Regions from separate parts of the Mus musculus genome. Here regions 2 and 3 are each linked to region 1. Evidence: chromatin contacts called from public promoter capture Hi-C data. All regions are on one chromosome and are shown on one strand. The core of a region is the stretch at or near the end of the contact, and the rest is flanking DNA. Distances in the headings are between cores, read along the strand shown.

What was found. Promoter capture Hi-C pulls out the DNA fragments that hold promoters and counts their contacts. Capture Hi-C pulls out chosen DNA fragments and counts their contacts.
Region 2: a contact with region 1 is called in a promoter capture Hi-C map of the HPC-7 cell line. The contact joins the promoter of Htr2b here to the promoter of Itm2c in region 1. A contact is called at or near these places in 4 of 39 promoter capture datasets (the C10 cell line, the HPC-7 cell line, cranial neural crest and 1 more) and 2 of 9 other capture datasets (adipose tissue and liver).
Region 3: a contact with region 1 is called in a promoter capture Hi-C map of liver. The contact joins the promoter of 2810459M11Rik here to the promoter of Itm2c in region 1. A contact is called at or near these places in 17 of 39 promoter capture datasets (the 3T3-L1 cell line, 3T3-L1-derived adipocytes, the C10 cell line and 11 more), 8 of 484 Hi-C or Micro-C datasets (Th1 cells, cerebral cortex, cortical neurons and 5 more), 16 of 115 datasets of contacts at active chromatin or transcription factors (astrocytes, differentiating embryonic stem cells, effector CD8 T cells and 12 more) and 3 of 9 other capture datasets (adipose tissue, liver and pancreatic islet).

Annotation. Positions count from the first base shown.
Region 1 is chr1:85,892,018-85,896,595 of GRCm38.p6, forward strand. Itm2c (integral membrane protein 2C) reads left to right here and starts at 2,493. Exons shown (of 6, transcript NM_022417.3): 1 at 2,493-2,772. The coding sequence starts at 2,647.
Region 2 is chr1:86,110,101-86,114,678 of GRCm38.p6, forward strand. Htr2b (5-hydroxytryptamine (serotonin) receptor 2B) reads right to left here and starts at 1,880. Exons shown (of 4, transcript NM_008311.3): 1 at 1,779-1,880; 2 at 434-1,016. The coding sequence starts at 782. All of the region lies in intron 16 of Psmd1 (proteasome (prosome, macropain) 26S subunit, non-ATPase, 1), which reads left to right.
Region 3 is chr1:86,043,225-86,047,802 of GRCm38.p6, forward strand. It overlaps 2810459M11Rik (RIKEN cDNA 2810459M11 gene), which reads left to right and starts at 2,639. Exons shown (of 3, transcript NM_001144993.1): 1 at 2,639-3,348. The coding sequence starts at 2,739.

The sequences.
Region 1 (4,578 bases), core at 1,243-3,742:
GACTCCCACGGTCCTAGTGTTCAGGATCCAAACGCACACACAAAGGATTCATGTGTTGAAGTGTGTGTGTGTTTCATAATCAAGGCTCATAACGTGCAGGAAGTGAGCACGGTGGTTATACTTGGGTCACAAGCTGTGACAGATAGAAAGATGATGGTCTGTGGGTCTGCTAATGTTCTCCTATCTCTTCATCGGGTGCCTTGCTAAAACAGCCCTAAGGAAACTCAGAAAGCCACACACAGCAACAGAAATATCTGGAAAACGCATCACTAGTGAATGTAAGTTCACTAGTGCGAACTTACTCAAATTACAGTGGTGCCTGTGGCAGACTGGAGAGAAGAGTAGGGTCTTGTTTACTGAGGATTCTCCACAAAGCAGACTCTAGGAGTGACCAGCTGCATCATCACAGCCTCTTTCTGGGACAGCCCAGAAGACATCAGGGAAGGGAAATCGTCATAGCGGGCAGGACTTCAGGCAGCGCACTAGGTTGTACGTTTTGTTTGGGAAGAGAAATGTCCAGATATGTGCTTGTTCACTGGCTCATGGGCTGTAGCCAATGGATTGTCTGGACAGTGAGGGATCTGAGAAGTGCATGATGGAAAATTAGTGAGAAAAAAACATCTGGGGAAGAAGTATGTGGTTAGATCTCTACAGAAAGGCAAAGGATGTTGTGGGAAGCCACATGTGCCATTGCAGAGTGGCACTGACTACTGCTGGCCACCATGCATAAGTTTGGACAAACAACCAATGTGTACATATGCAGTAAAGTTTTTTGCAAAGACACTGCCTGGCCCGGACATGATAATGAGGCTTTGAGAGTATAACCAATCAGATGTGAGACATGCAAATGAGGTATGATAATGAGGCTCTGTGAGGTACAGAGAGAGAGAGAGAGTAGCCAATCAGATGAGGAACATGCAAATGAGGCTTAGTGCATAACCAATCCGTGTGTGAGACACGCCTCTTCTAGGCCTATATAAGCAGCACCAGTTCTGGGCTTGGGGTCTCTTCACCTCTGCAATCAAGCTCTCCCAATAAATGTGTGCAGAAAGATCCTGTTGCAGTGTCGTTCTTGCTGGTCGAGTCCGGCGCGTGCAAGAGGATGTGACATGCCTGTGTACTATGTAGTGCTCATCAAAAGGTGACTTCAGCAGGGGAGGAGTCCAGTATTCCAGTAGACAGATGGCCCGTTCTGTGGACAGTCAGCCTCTTTCCCCAGCCATCCCTGTCATTGTCCAATGGGCCTATGAACAAGCGGCCATGCCGATAGAGATGGAAACTATACCTGGACTGGCAATATGGACTTCCACTCATTGAAGTGATCTGGTAACAGCTGCAGCTGAGTGCCAGATCTGCCACACCAGCAGTGACCGTCACTGGCCACCATTCCCTGAGTTGGCCAGCCAGCACCCTGGTGGCAGGTCACCTACATTGGACCGCTTCTTTCATAGAAAGGGTAGTGCTTAGTCCTTACCAAAGTAAGCATCTACTCTGGTAATGGATTTGCCTTTCCTGCATGTAATGCATCTCTCTATTCTCTCAATTCCTGCAGTGCCAGTGGCCTTCGCACCATTTACATCTTTTACCATTATACATTTTACCATTTATATTCTACTGCCTTAAGCTATGTATCTCCTGGACTGCCTGGTTCATACAAGATCTAAACCGAGATACAATGGTCTAGTGCCTAAGGCAACTCTGTCCAAGCCGTGACAGGTAGGAGAGGGCAGCAGAGCCTACTGGACTGTCCTCAATACGCCAGCAGAATGCTCGGCCCCCATTACCAGCACCTTTGTAGAACTGACGCCAAGCACGGCAGGCTCGGTGCTATCACAGCCTGGATTGGGAACAGCGAGGAGAGATCTAGGACTTTGTTGTCAAGAGATGGCCCTGCAACATAAATCTTGGCTTCTTCCTAATACCCGGTGATACACTGCAGGAGCAGAGTCCTGACTGGAACCCAAAACCTCTGGCCCAGCCCCCCGTAATTCTTGTCATATTTTCCAGTCACGATTCCACTCCTGCAAGGTATTGTAGGTCTTATGCACCTCAAGTTACCCACCTCCACTCCCTGAAGGTTTTGCAGGATGAAGGATAGAGAAAGATGCATGGTGGAGAATGAAGGCGGTGGGGATGGATTTAGAATTCAGGATAGAGGCAAGCAGTTAGGCGTCTGGAGTTGATGCCCCTTTCCAGCCTAACACATGTTGGAGGAGGAAAGCTTAGAACAGTTAGTTACTCTGCGTCTTCTCTCAACATAATCAAAGATATCGAGGAGGAGGGAGATGCAGTTTGTTAGAAGCACGTTGCCAGGCAACGTCGTGTTAAACTACATGTGAGGATGCTAGTCATGGGCAGGGAGAAGGAAGGGGTCCAAGCTCTTGCGCGACGACTGAATGAATGAATATAAGCAAGAGGTGGAAGGAAATCTCAGCATTCTTCAGCTACAGTGCTGCCCGGTGCAGTTCGGCGCAGGCGTCAGGTCCTTCCTTGGAAGGCGGGGCGGGACGCGTTCGGGGCGGGGACAGAGGCGAGGACTCCGGAGCCATCCAAACTTCCGGTGCCTGCGGCGCAGCAAGAAGCAGGCATTGCGATCGAGGTTGCACTGGCAGGGGCTGCAGGGAGCAGGCGCAGGTCAACGCAGCCATGGTGAAGATCAGTTTCCAGCCCGCGGTAGCGGGCATCAAGGCTGATAAAGCGGACAAAGCAGCGGCGTCTGGTCCGGCCTCGGCATCTGCCCCGGCCGCGGAGATCCTGCTGACGCCGGCGAGGGTGAGAGGCTCCGGGTCTCAGATGGGGGCGGGGCGGGGGTGGGGGGTCATCGAGGGACCTAGGCATTCCCCAGTGGCCGCCACGACCAGCGGTACCTCAGAGTCACGAGCGGAAGCGGGATGAGAGGTCTGAAAAGGCTGCTCCATCCGCATCTGGGAAAGGGTCTCAGGACCTTCCCCACAGCGGTAGTCGAAAGCAGAACTGGTCCTTAAGTGGGAACGCACACAGGGTCTTTTCCAAAAGTGGGGGCTTCTGGGCGCGAAGTTCCAAGATAAGGGAAGGTGGCGGACCCATGAAAGTTTGGGGAATGTTGGTGAAGGTTTGCGTCTGGTTCCAATCAAGGGGCAGGGGCCGGGAAGCCAGTCCCCGAGTGGGGGAGGGGAGGAGGGTTGAACGTAGTTTCCCCCAAAGCGGGGCCGGGAAGGGGGGAGGTGATGAGGCCTGATTGGTTGGGGAATTTGGTTGGGGAATCTCTGGTTAGTAACGAAAGGGAGGTGCCATTGTTTTGGTCCTCAAATGGGGTCTGTGGTGGGTGGAGGTTACTGTTGGAACTGGCAGACCTAAGTCAGTGATGAGCCTTCTCCCATTTCACACCTGCGGGCCCTACTTCTTAGCTCCTTCTCTGGCTTCCAGCTACGTTGTTACCATCTGCTGAGTGGGCTCCTTACTGCCCCAGTGCCCTAGACATCCCTATAGTCACTCAGTTGGCTTTGTGTGGACTGGCCTTGGTGTGCCCCGCCTTCCCCTGGCTGAGGGGATCCAGGTCATTTCCGCCATGGAAAACTATGCTATGTGGAGTGTGTCGGGGAGGACTCGTGGCAGTCACTGACTGGAAGGACTGGTGACGGAAAAGCGGACCCAGCCGAGTTTCATTTTGCTTCAGTAAGGGTGTTTTCATGGCCACTGTCACACGCCCCCCAGCGGTCCTGGGGCGCACCAAGCCGGGCCTTTCGATCCAGACCGAACCTAAAAAAGCCCCTTCCACTTCCTCCTCCCGGATCAAGTTTTGAAGCTCTGATTCTGCCTTTGCCTGGGCATATATGAGGAACTCGTGGGGAATGATCTGGAAGAGGGGGTCATGCAGTGGGCCAGTCTGAGCAGAAACGGTGATGCCAGGGACTCAGGCAGCTCTGTTCTAGTCACTACAGCACCGAGCAATTCAGACACCAACAAGAATTCATTGGCCAACCAGGTGGGGGGGGTTGAAGGGTGTCTGAAGCCTAGGTGGAGAGGGACACCCCATACTTGACTTTGTTTTGCAGTTTGAAAAGTTTGCCCTGGGGTTAAGTTTCCTTATTACTTCCAAGAAGGTCCCTCCTCTCTTCTTCTTAGTCTGGATATGGGGGCCCAGGAACTGATAAGTGGCAGATTGTCTGTTGGTACCCAGTGAAGATATAGAACTGGAACCCAGCTGCCTAAAGCCATGGGTCTAAGGGTGATCTAAGGAGCCGGAAGGACTAACTTGAACAACTCAGGAATATCATTATCGCCCCCTTAAGAAGGAAGTCCCAGCAGAGTCAACGTTGACAGGGCACACACTAGGGCAGCTGGCTGATGGATGGTGTCGGATAGGAGGGCTGAGCCCAAGGGTGAAGAAATTATAATTTTTCTCATTAGCCTTGGAAGACTTGGTTATATAAGTCTAGGCAATAATGTGACAGTATACAGATTAACACAAAACACATACTAATAACGAAGAAACCAGACAGAGACTATGAGCCTCAAAGGACCAGGCAATTGATTTTTGTGTAGTAGAAGAGATCAGAGGGGACGAGAGGTGCCCCAGAAACAAAAGAGGTTTTATTA
Region 2 (4,578 bases), core at 630-3,129, 220 kb after region 1:
GTTAGAAAGAGCTAGGAGAGGAATTTTTTGAACAATGCCTAACTTTAATTGGGACTCGCTGATTTAATGATTCTATTATTAAAGTCCCACAATTGTCCTAGTTATCGATCACTTTGTTAAAGGGAAAGGATGAATAATTTTTTGAAAAATGTACTTTTTTTACTTACTAAAATTTTTAGGTAACAAATGCAGAATCTACAAATATTGCCAACTTAATGACTTTATAAAGATGGCTGAGGAAGGGTAAACATGCTCCTAAGAAATTATTTGTATGTCCTTTCACAGTAACTACAAATCATGAAAAATGAAGGAATGTTCCCTTCTGTGTTTTTAATCCAGGTCCTTCTTTTATTTCAAACAAAATAAAGGTCAGTGAGTGTCCATTTCACTACGTTAGTAGTGTTCAGTGGCAGGAACAAGGGGAAATACTCACCAAACATGATTGTCAAGAGGGCAATCGGCATCACAAACAATCCAACCAGCAAATCTGCTATCGCCAAGGACATTAAAAAGTAGTTGGTAGCGTACTGCAGCCTTTTCTCCAGTGCAACAGCCAGAATCACAAGGATGTTCCCACCAATGGTGGGTATTATCACCGCGAGTATCAGGAGAGCTGCCCAGTGCACTGTATGCCCCTGTCCCTCCACAGTCTGCTTCATTTCCTCTGCTACTGAGTCTGTCTCTAATCCAGAACGGTTAGTCAGGATCAGGTGATCACATGTCTTCTGTAAAATGTGCTCAGAAGTTGTGCTTTGTTCAGACATTTTATAAGATGAAGCCATTCGCCTTTTGGTGACTCAGTCCAGTTCCAGACAGTGGTCAGCATGGTCAGTAGCTAAGCAAGTCATCTGCTTTAGCAAAGCATTTAGCAAACCTACCAGACACTCACAGCCAAGGTGACTTCTTCCTTCTAAAAAGATTCAGGCTCTCGAAGATGGGACTGTGTACACGTCTGTCCGTGTTTGCAGGTAAGACATCCACATTTTAGATTTTCTAGAGGCTTAGATTCCAGAAGACTTGATGAAAGACACCAATAGATGTGGATGAAAAATGTTAGTTTATCATTTCTTTTTTTCTATAATTTTAAGACATGAATTTATCAGAGTTTCCTTCTAGATACAGAGGTAGTTATTTCTAAAAAGCAGTAAAAAAACACTAGAGCTTCCCCCTCCCGTTTTGATAGGACGGTATGTATTGTGACAGTGCAGCCAGTGCCCCCAGAGTTGATAATAGAGACGATAGCGCATTACGTGGTATCTGGCCCTTGGATACCTTGTCCCTTAACTTTAGAAAGCATTCAGAATAGTGGCCCACCAGTAAGAGGCAAGCCCACCTATGAGTAAAGAATTTACCAGCTAAGAACCTGAATGAGTGTTGATTTAAAAGCTTGTTTGTAACTCATTTTATAATTCTTAAAATAATTTCTTAAGTTGGAGAGAAAGTAGTACAAAGTATCACTAGCCAAATACTTGCTTTTAGTAGTAATCACTTCTTTCCACAAGATTTTAAATGTAATCAAATCAGTCTGCCAACTTTGAACCAGTTCTTTTTAAGTTCTTAAGTCTTCTTTACTTTCCCAGTTCCCTTGAGAAGCACTTTAAGAGGAAGATTATGTTATTTGTTCATTACACTGACAACTCCCATATTAAATTTGCCTTCATATTTATAATTTTTAAACCACTGAATAGATACAAAGGAATGTGGAAGCAGAGCTCCTGAAGATTAAAATGGGAACAACAAAAACCTGCTAGTTGCATATGAATTTGCTAAATACTCACCGCTTGTCTTCTGTGGCTTCCTAAGCCAGCCGTCCTGTGTCTGTTCAGTTGGACTCCCTCTCCTGGCAGATCCTCCCCCACTGACTTGCTCTGAGTCTTAGCGGCTGGTGCTCGTAAGCAGTGTAACAAATGTGTTGTGCAGCTGTCTGCCTGCCAGAGAGGTTGTTTCCTCTTTGATACTGTCATTATTAGAATATAGCTATAGTCATTGTAATTCATAAAACTCCTCGTTAATCGTGTTCCAACCAGTTCATGACCTGATTCAAGTTCTATTCTTATGTGTTCTCTTTGATATTTAGAGGGTAAACTCTAAACTTTAGCATAAGATGATTTTATTTGGAATGAGGCCTAGGCTGTTTTTCCCTTTTGAGAAAAGAAGATAAAATGGAGAGTCTCCTCCATTAGCTGTATAGCAGTTCACACACTTGGGATTTTTACCTGTGAGACAATATTTTCATCCAGCTAATGCCTTTGCTGTGGAGTGCAATAAATTTACTCATGTCACAGCCTTATATAGAAAAGCACAGAAAAAGCTGCATGCTGCTTGTATACATAGATTTTTGGCAGAAACTTTGTCACTGTTCATTTTTAAACAGCATCTGAATTTGGAAGCTGGTTCATTGGCAACTTCTTTTCCAGTGATTTTTAATTGGGAAAAGTGTATAATGTGAAGTAAAAATCTATTTCTGCCCTATTTCTGAAAAATAATGTATAAATCTTACCATGTATGCTCTTGAGATTTTCTCTAAACTATAAACCTGGCTTAACATTAAAGCTACAGCAGGGCAGTGGTGTCACAGCACTTAGGAGGTAGAGGCAGGCAGATCTATCTGAGTTCAAGGACACCCTGTTCTACAGAACCAGTCCTGACACAGCCAGCACTACACAGAGAAACAAAACAAGACAAAAAAAAAGCCTCTAGTATTCTCAGTGTTTCCTTTTTAAAGGGTCTTCACAGGTCTCTCAGAGTTTAATTGCTTCTTTACGTAACTGATGGGATTTGTGTGTTTCTTATTAAGCATATTCATACATATGCATAAGGCATTCCATCATGTTTCACATCCTCTTGACCTCCCTTGTCCTCCTTCTCATCGCTGCCAGCCCTCTTCTACTTTCCTGGGTTGAATCTTTGCATCAGTGTCCCGGCAGGCTGTTTTATTAGCTTATTTACAGACCATGGACACAGTAGCAGTGAGGGTACCACGGAAGAAAATGGCTTTCTCTTCTCCATCAACCATTAGCTCAGGATAATCCTCAAGATCTATTTATTTTCTTTCTTCTTTTTCTTCCTTCTTTTGGGTCATCATTCCTGTTTGATTTCTCATAGTACTTTTGTTGATTGCATTTCCTAAAATTCTTAAATTTTTGTTAACATCTTATTTGGTTTTTGCATGCGTGATGTGGGGAAGGGTGTGTATGGCTCAGCACACTGTGTGGTCAGAAGACAGTTTGCATGTGTGTCCCAATGATTAAACTCAGAAAGTCAGGCTTGGCAACAGGTTTCTTACCTGCTAAGTCATCTCACCAACCCCTATTTCCGATACCTGATTAATTGTTCTACAAGTTTCATAATACTCAGATTCAGTTTCTTTCTACTCATTTATTTTCTATTTCCTATTGAGAGCTAAGGCTGGTGGTTTGCATAAGGTCTGATTGATTTCAAGATGTTGATTGATAATCATGTTGAGATCTCTTGATTCTTTGTAAATTGCAAAACGGTTATACAATTTTTTAAAAGATTTATTCATTATTTTATGTATGTGAGTGTACTGTAGCTGTCTTCAGACACCAGAAGAGAGCATTGGATCCCATTACAGATGGTTGTGAGCTACCATATTGTTGCTAGGAATTGAACTCAGGACCTTTAGAAGAGCAGTCAGTGCTCTTGACCGCTGAACCATCTCTCCAGCCCCATGGTTATATAATTTTATCATGACTTCATTTACTATTACTTTAAATCATTACATGCACATATGTGTGAGCAAAGATTACTGTTAAGAGTTTTGCTTTCAGTGTGTTTTGCATTGCAGTCTCTGCTTAGATGCTTGTTGGTCCATCTAGAGCTGTCTGCTGAAACATTGACAAACCTACAAAGAGCTTATAGCTTTATTATACTCCTCAAAAGAGATTAAATGCCTAAACTAGTTTATTATAGGCTGTCTTTCCTTGTCCAAATACTTGTGTTTTCTAAAGAATGTGTCAGAGCTGGAATGTTACTAGACTAAAACTTAACAGGATTTTGTTTTTTTAAGGCTTTTGCATTTCCAGCCCTCACTACCAATTTCTGCTTAACTGCAGTCAACTGTAAGCCCTGTAACAGAGTTTGTGTTCCAAGCAAAATTGTTTTTTCTAAGTCTCATAAAATAATGCCATTTGAGAAACAAAACACTAAGTCGAGTCATGTCCTCTTTTGGGTGGTTTTCTGCTAACGGTGATGGGAGGATCAGCATGGCTAAGGTGCAGTGCGCATGTGCATGAAGACAGTGGAAGAGAGGCTCTGTACAATGGCTGTATACTAATAGGAAGGAAGGAAGGAAGGAAGCCCAAGGTGGGGGGGGGGGGGATTCAGGAAAGTATCAGGATAGCTTACTTACTCCTACTGCTTTCAAGTGCCAATTATGAAGTAAGTGAAGTTTTAAGATAGATTTTAGGTAAATTCTTTTCTACGAGTCAGTTTTCCCTGCAGTAGCTCACCCTTGCTGCATCCAAATGACAAGTTATAAAATTCTATGGGCCACTAGTTCCCTAAAAAGTTTCTGAGAAGCTGGGCAGTGATGGTGCATACCTTTAATCCCAGCAC
Region 3 (4,578 bases), core at 1,389-3,888, 150 kb after region 1:
GCCACCCTCCCATATCTAGAGAAGTTCATGTCAGTCAATCCTGAGCCTTCTCCCTGGCCACTGTTCTTCAGTTGAGCAGTGTGCAGTGGGAGTAGAGGATACAAAGTGTCATTGTCATGTGTTTCTAATCCCTTCCCTGGATGGTACAGCTCTGTTCTGTCTCCAGGTATAGAGGTAGGGATTGGAATGGGGTGGGGTGGACAAGTGTGAGGTATTCGCTTAACCTAACCCCTTTTATTGTCCTGGGTAGAGGATATGTGGGGGCTTCCATTGTTTTTACATTAATGTTTCATGGTTCACATTTCCTTGCCCCTTGCTTCTTGGGTATGGTCAGAGCTGTGCACACAGAACACCCAGGGCTGCAAATTCATCTTAGCTAAACATTATTTTTCCCTCAACACAGACCACCATCTGAAGCTGTCTGTTATGTGTTTACTTGTTTATTGTCTCTGTCCCCGCACAACCCTCACTAGTTGTCATCTCTATGGAGGTGAGCTTACCCACTGCTCCCAAGCACTGGGCTCATTGGAAGCTGGAGATGCCCAGTCTGCACAGATAAAGTGACTACATCACTGGCCTGGTGGTGCAACTCCATCCGTCATCCATCTCTAAACAGAAGACTTTTCCCACCCAGGTCCCAACCTCTGCTTTCAGCATCCCAGCACTCTTCCAGGGAATTCAAGAATCAGTCTGCAAAGACAAAAGCCCCATTACTGAGAACCAGACAAACCATATGGTGCCTTCCTCCAAGTACTGGTAGACAACTAGACAAAGAGACTTAGGGAAGGGAGCTTCTTGACCACCTTTGACTGCTTCATGCATACAGTAGGGACCCAAGAAAGATTCATTTTATGAATGTGCAAAACTCTCCAGGATGCTGGAGCATAATTATAAGGAGTTGGGAACAAGGTATTTTAAAAGAGGGGATTGGGGCTTTATGGTGAGGCCAGGGCTGGGCAGTAAAATGTCTTGACAACAACACCCTTTGGGCCAATTATTATGTAGTGGATGGATGGAGAAATAAAGAGAAGATACAAGCCCCAGAGGCTATTTGAATTTAACTTCATGTTAAATAGCATGTAAAAAGCATTTGTATCAACTCCAGTGTGCAGTAATAGCCACATGTGCCTTAGGGCAACTGCATTTGAACAGGGCAGGAAAACAGTTCGCAGAATGTTCTTTTGGACAAAACTGGTAGGACGTATGTTCCTGCTTCTGACCTGGATTTTAGACAAATAGTCATAGATGCATATACATGTACACACCTTACACCTATAGACCAACACCAGAGCACGCCAGCATCCCATGTCCACTTCTAGATCAGTGGCTCTCAACCTTCCTAACTCTGCAAGCCTTTAATACAGGGCCTCAAGTTGTGGTGACTCCCAACCAAAAAGTTAGTCTCATTGCTACTCCATAGCTATCACTCTGCTAGTATTGTGCATCATAATGTAACTGGCTTTTCTGAAGGGGTCACAAGGGACGGGTTGCTCTAGACTTGTTCTAGATTCTGGCCCATGGGGAACAACAGCCTCACATGACATCAGGTGGTACCCAAATGCAACAAGTGTTTGTGGAAAGGATGATCTTGATCCATTTGGAGGAAGTATTGGAGGCTGAAGAGAAGTGGTAGAGGAGGTCCCCTGGGTGATGGTTAATTCTAATTATCAAGGAAACACAACCCAGAATCACCTGGGGAGAGAGTCTCAAAAGGGGACAGTCTAGGTCAGCTTGCCCCGTGAGCAGGTCTGGGAATGGCCAGGATTATCTTGATCACCTTAACTGATGAGGGAAGACCCAGCCTGAAGGGTGTGACACCCTTCATTGGTGTGATTGTACAAAAATATTCCTATCTCTTCACTCATGGGTGTGGGTGTGTTGTGGCCAGCTGTCTGGAAGCTCCTGCCTCTGTGACTTCCCTGCAGTGATGGCTACAACCAGGAACTGTGAGCTAAAATAAGCCCTTTCTTCTCTTCCCTAAACTGTTTGGTGTTAAGGTATTTTTATCACAGCGACAGAGTTGAAGCTAGGATGTTATGCTTCCCATCTCTCTCCCGTTCTCACTCACTCTTCTGCTCCAACTGGGCTCCAAAGCTTACACCACTGGAAAAGCAGGCCCTGACGCCAAACCCTGTAGGACTACTCCGAAATAGCTCCAGAAGTTAGAAATGGTGGTACAGACTGTAATCCTAAACTGAAGCTAAAGGGTCTCCAGATTCTAGGCTAGGATGGTGAGATCGTGTCTCAGGAGAAAGAAAGAAAAAAAAAATCTGAGAGATGGTTTACCGATTAAGAGCACTGACTGCTTTTGCAGAGGACCTGGATTGGGTTCCCAGTACCCATGTAGTTGATTATAAACATTCACAACTCCAGATCCAGGAGATCAGACGCTGGTACTAGTGCAGATGCATTTAAGCAAAATATCCATACACATAAAACAAATAAAACGCATAAACAAACAAAACCATCTTACCCTAAGAGGGTACATTAGTCAGGTTAATAATGTCCACTCATCCTCAGTCCCCCACAAGAGCCTGTACTTTCTAGATGTCCTAAATGCTTAGTAGTCCTAAACTACTGAGTGTGTTACTGGGTATCTAAATGAACGAATGAGTGAATGATAAATTCAGTGCGGCGGGACAGGAGTGCGCAGGGGGTCTGGGCGGCTCGGCCCTCGGGGGCGTGTCGGCCGAGGCAGCGGCGGAGCTCCCAGCTCGGCGCAGGAGGCGGCGGCCAGCATGGAGAGCGAGCTGGAGGCGCTGGCCCCGCGGCCCGCGAGCCCGGCGGAGCCACCCTTCCAGGCGTTGGTGGAGGCGGCGGGTGGCCGCGGGCAGGTGCTGCTGGTGGGCGAGCTGTGGGAGCGCGAGCAGAGCCGCGCGCTGCTGAGGGACTTCGCCGGTGCCGTGTTCCCGCCGGAGTCCGCGCCGGGCAAGCCGGGCTGCGCAGAGGCCGAGAGCGCGGGCACCGCGGCGGCCACCGAGTCGCACGGGGCTCCGGGGGCGAAGGCGGAGCGAGCCATTCGCTCGCCGCTCGTTTTCGTGCTGTGCCGCGTCGGATCGCTGACCTCCCGGGAGTCGCGGCGCCGCCTGCGGGAGATGCTGCGGGACGTGCGCGACCGGAGGTGTGAGGGCGCCGCGCTGGTCGGAGTGCTGGTGGCCGACACGGGTGCGGATGACGCGAGGGCGCCCGAACTGCAGCTGCTCGAGACGCTGCTGCGCACGGTGTTCGGCCGCCAGGTCGGGGGCCCGGTGCAAGCAGCAGCCTTTCGTCCCGGCTGTCCCGCCTCCAGCCTGGCGGTCCAGGAGGCGGCCTGCAGAGCCCTGCAAGCTGCGGGGCCGGGACGACCAGGTGAGGCTGCGTGTGGGGTCAGGCTGGGCACTGGGGAAGGCGTCCCTTTAGACCGGTTGAACCCGTTTAGGCCACCCAACTCTGTTGAGGTAAACTGAGGCCCGGTGCTGGGAGGTCCCCAGCACAAGGCTTCTCAGCCTAAGGTGGACATGCTCTGGACATGGAATTGAGTCTGTCTGGCCAGATCCTGACTGCACATGAGATCGGGGGTGGGGTATCTGAGGGTACAACTGGTGGGAAGTGGGTAAGAAGTAGAGTTGAACTGCTCTAAACAACAACAATGTAGGAGTTGGAAACTGGGATAGAAGATGCAAAAATTTGGGTGGTGTGCGTGGGAAGAACTGAGTCTGGGGGGCGGGGTGACTGTAGCTTTAGGACAAGTTTGTCCTGGTAGGATTGTCCTCAGAGCTTTAGGAGAGGGGGAGCTATACAGGAGGCTCGGTGTGGAAGGGAGGAAGGCAATCGAAGTTCCTGGCAAAAACACAGAATAGGTGCCAGGGACGTATCCGGAAGGGTGTGAGGGACCGAGACCGTGACGACCTCAGTTATTCCTGGTAGCCACCGATCGCTGGCTGCTTCCGCCAGGTTTTCCTTCCACGCTCTATTCTAAAGTGTAGAGATGGTGTGAGCGCTTTTAGTCGGAGACTGCTCCGTCATGGGATCAGACGTCCCAAGGCAGCGTGTTTTGCTGCAAAGTACTGGGATTAAAAAGAAGGTCCTAAGTGGAGCCCTGACAAACGCTAGGAAAGCTTTCCACCGCTCAACTCACTTCCGTTTGACCTTTGACTGTAGTAAGCTTTTGAACTAAAGAGTGGCTGTGTGAGGTGTTCTGGCTGTGTGAGGTGTTCTGGGGCATTAGCCTGCCACTGGGAGATGTCAGACCTTTCACACCAGGAGACGTTGTCTGATATTATAAATGTCACACTTGCACCTGCTGGCTAGGCCACAGTAGTTCTCTGGCGGTTCCCTCCCCTCCCGCCAACCTTCCTTTGGTGGAGGCTGACCGACCTCCAGGATCCTGAAAGATTAGGCAGATAAGTACCCCACGTGCATTCCTGTTCTGAGAATCATTCATTGGCTTCCTTACCTGGCTTTGAGGGAAAGAAGGTAATTTACACAAATTCTCCCCAGACTAATGAGCTAGTGCCTAGAAAATTCTTTAAGCCTTCCTTCTCTTGAGAGGCCCTCACACCCTGGCACCCAAGATGGATGACCAAATCCTTGGTTTAA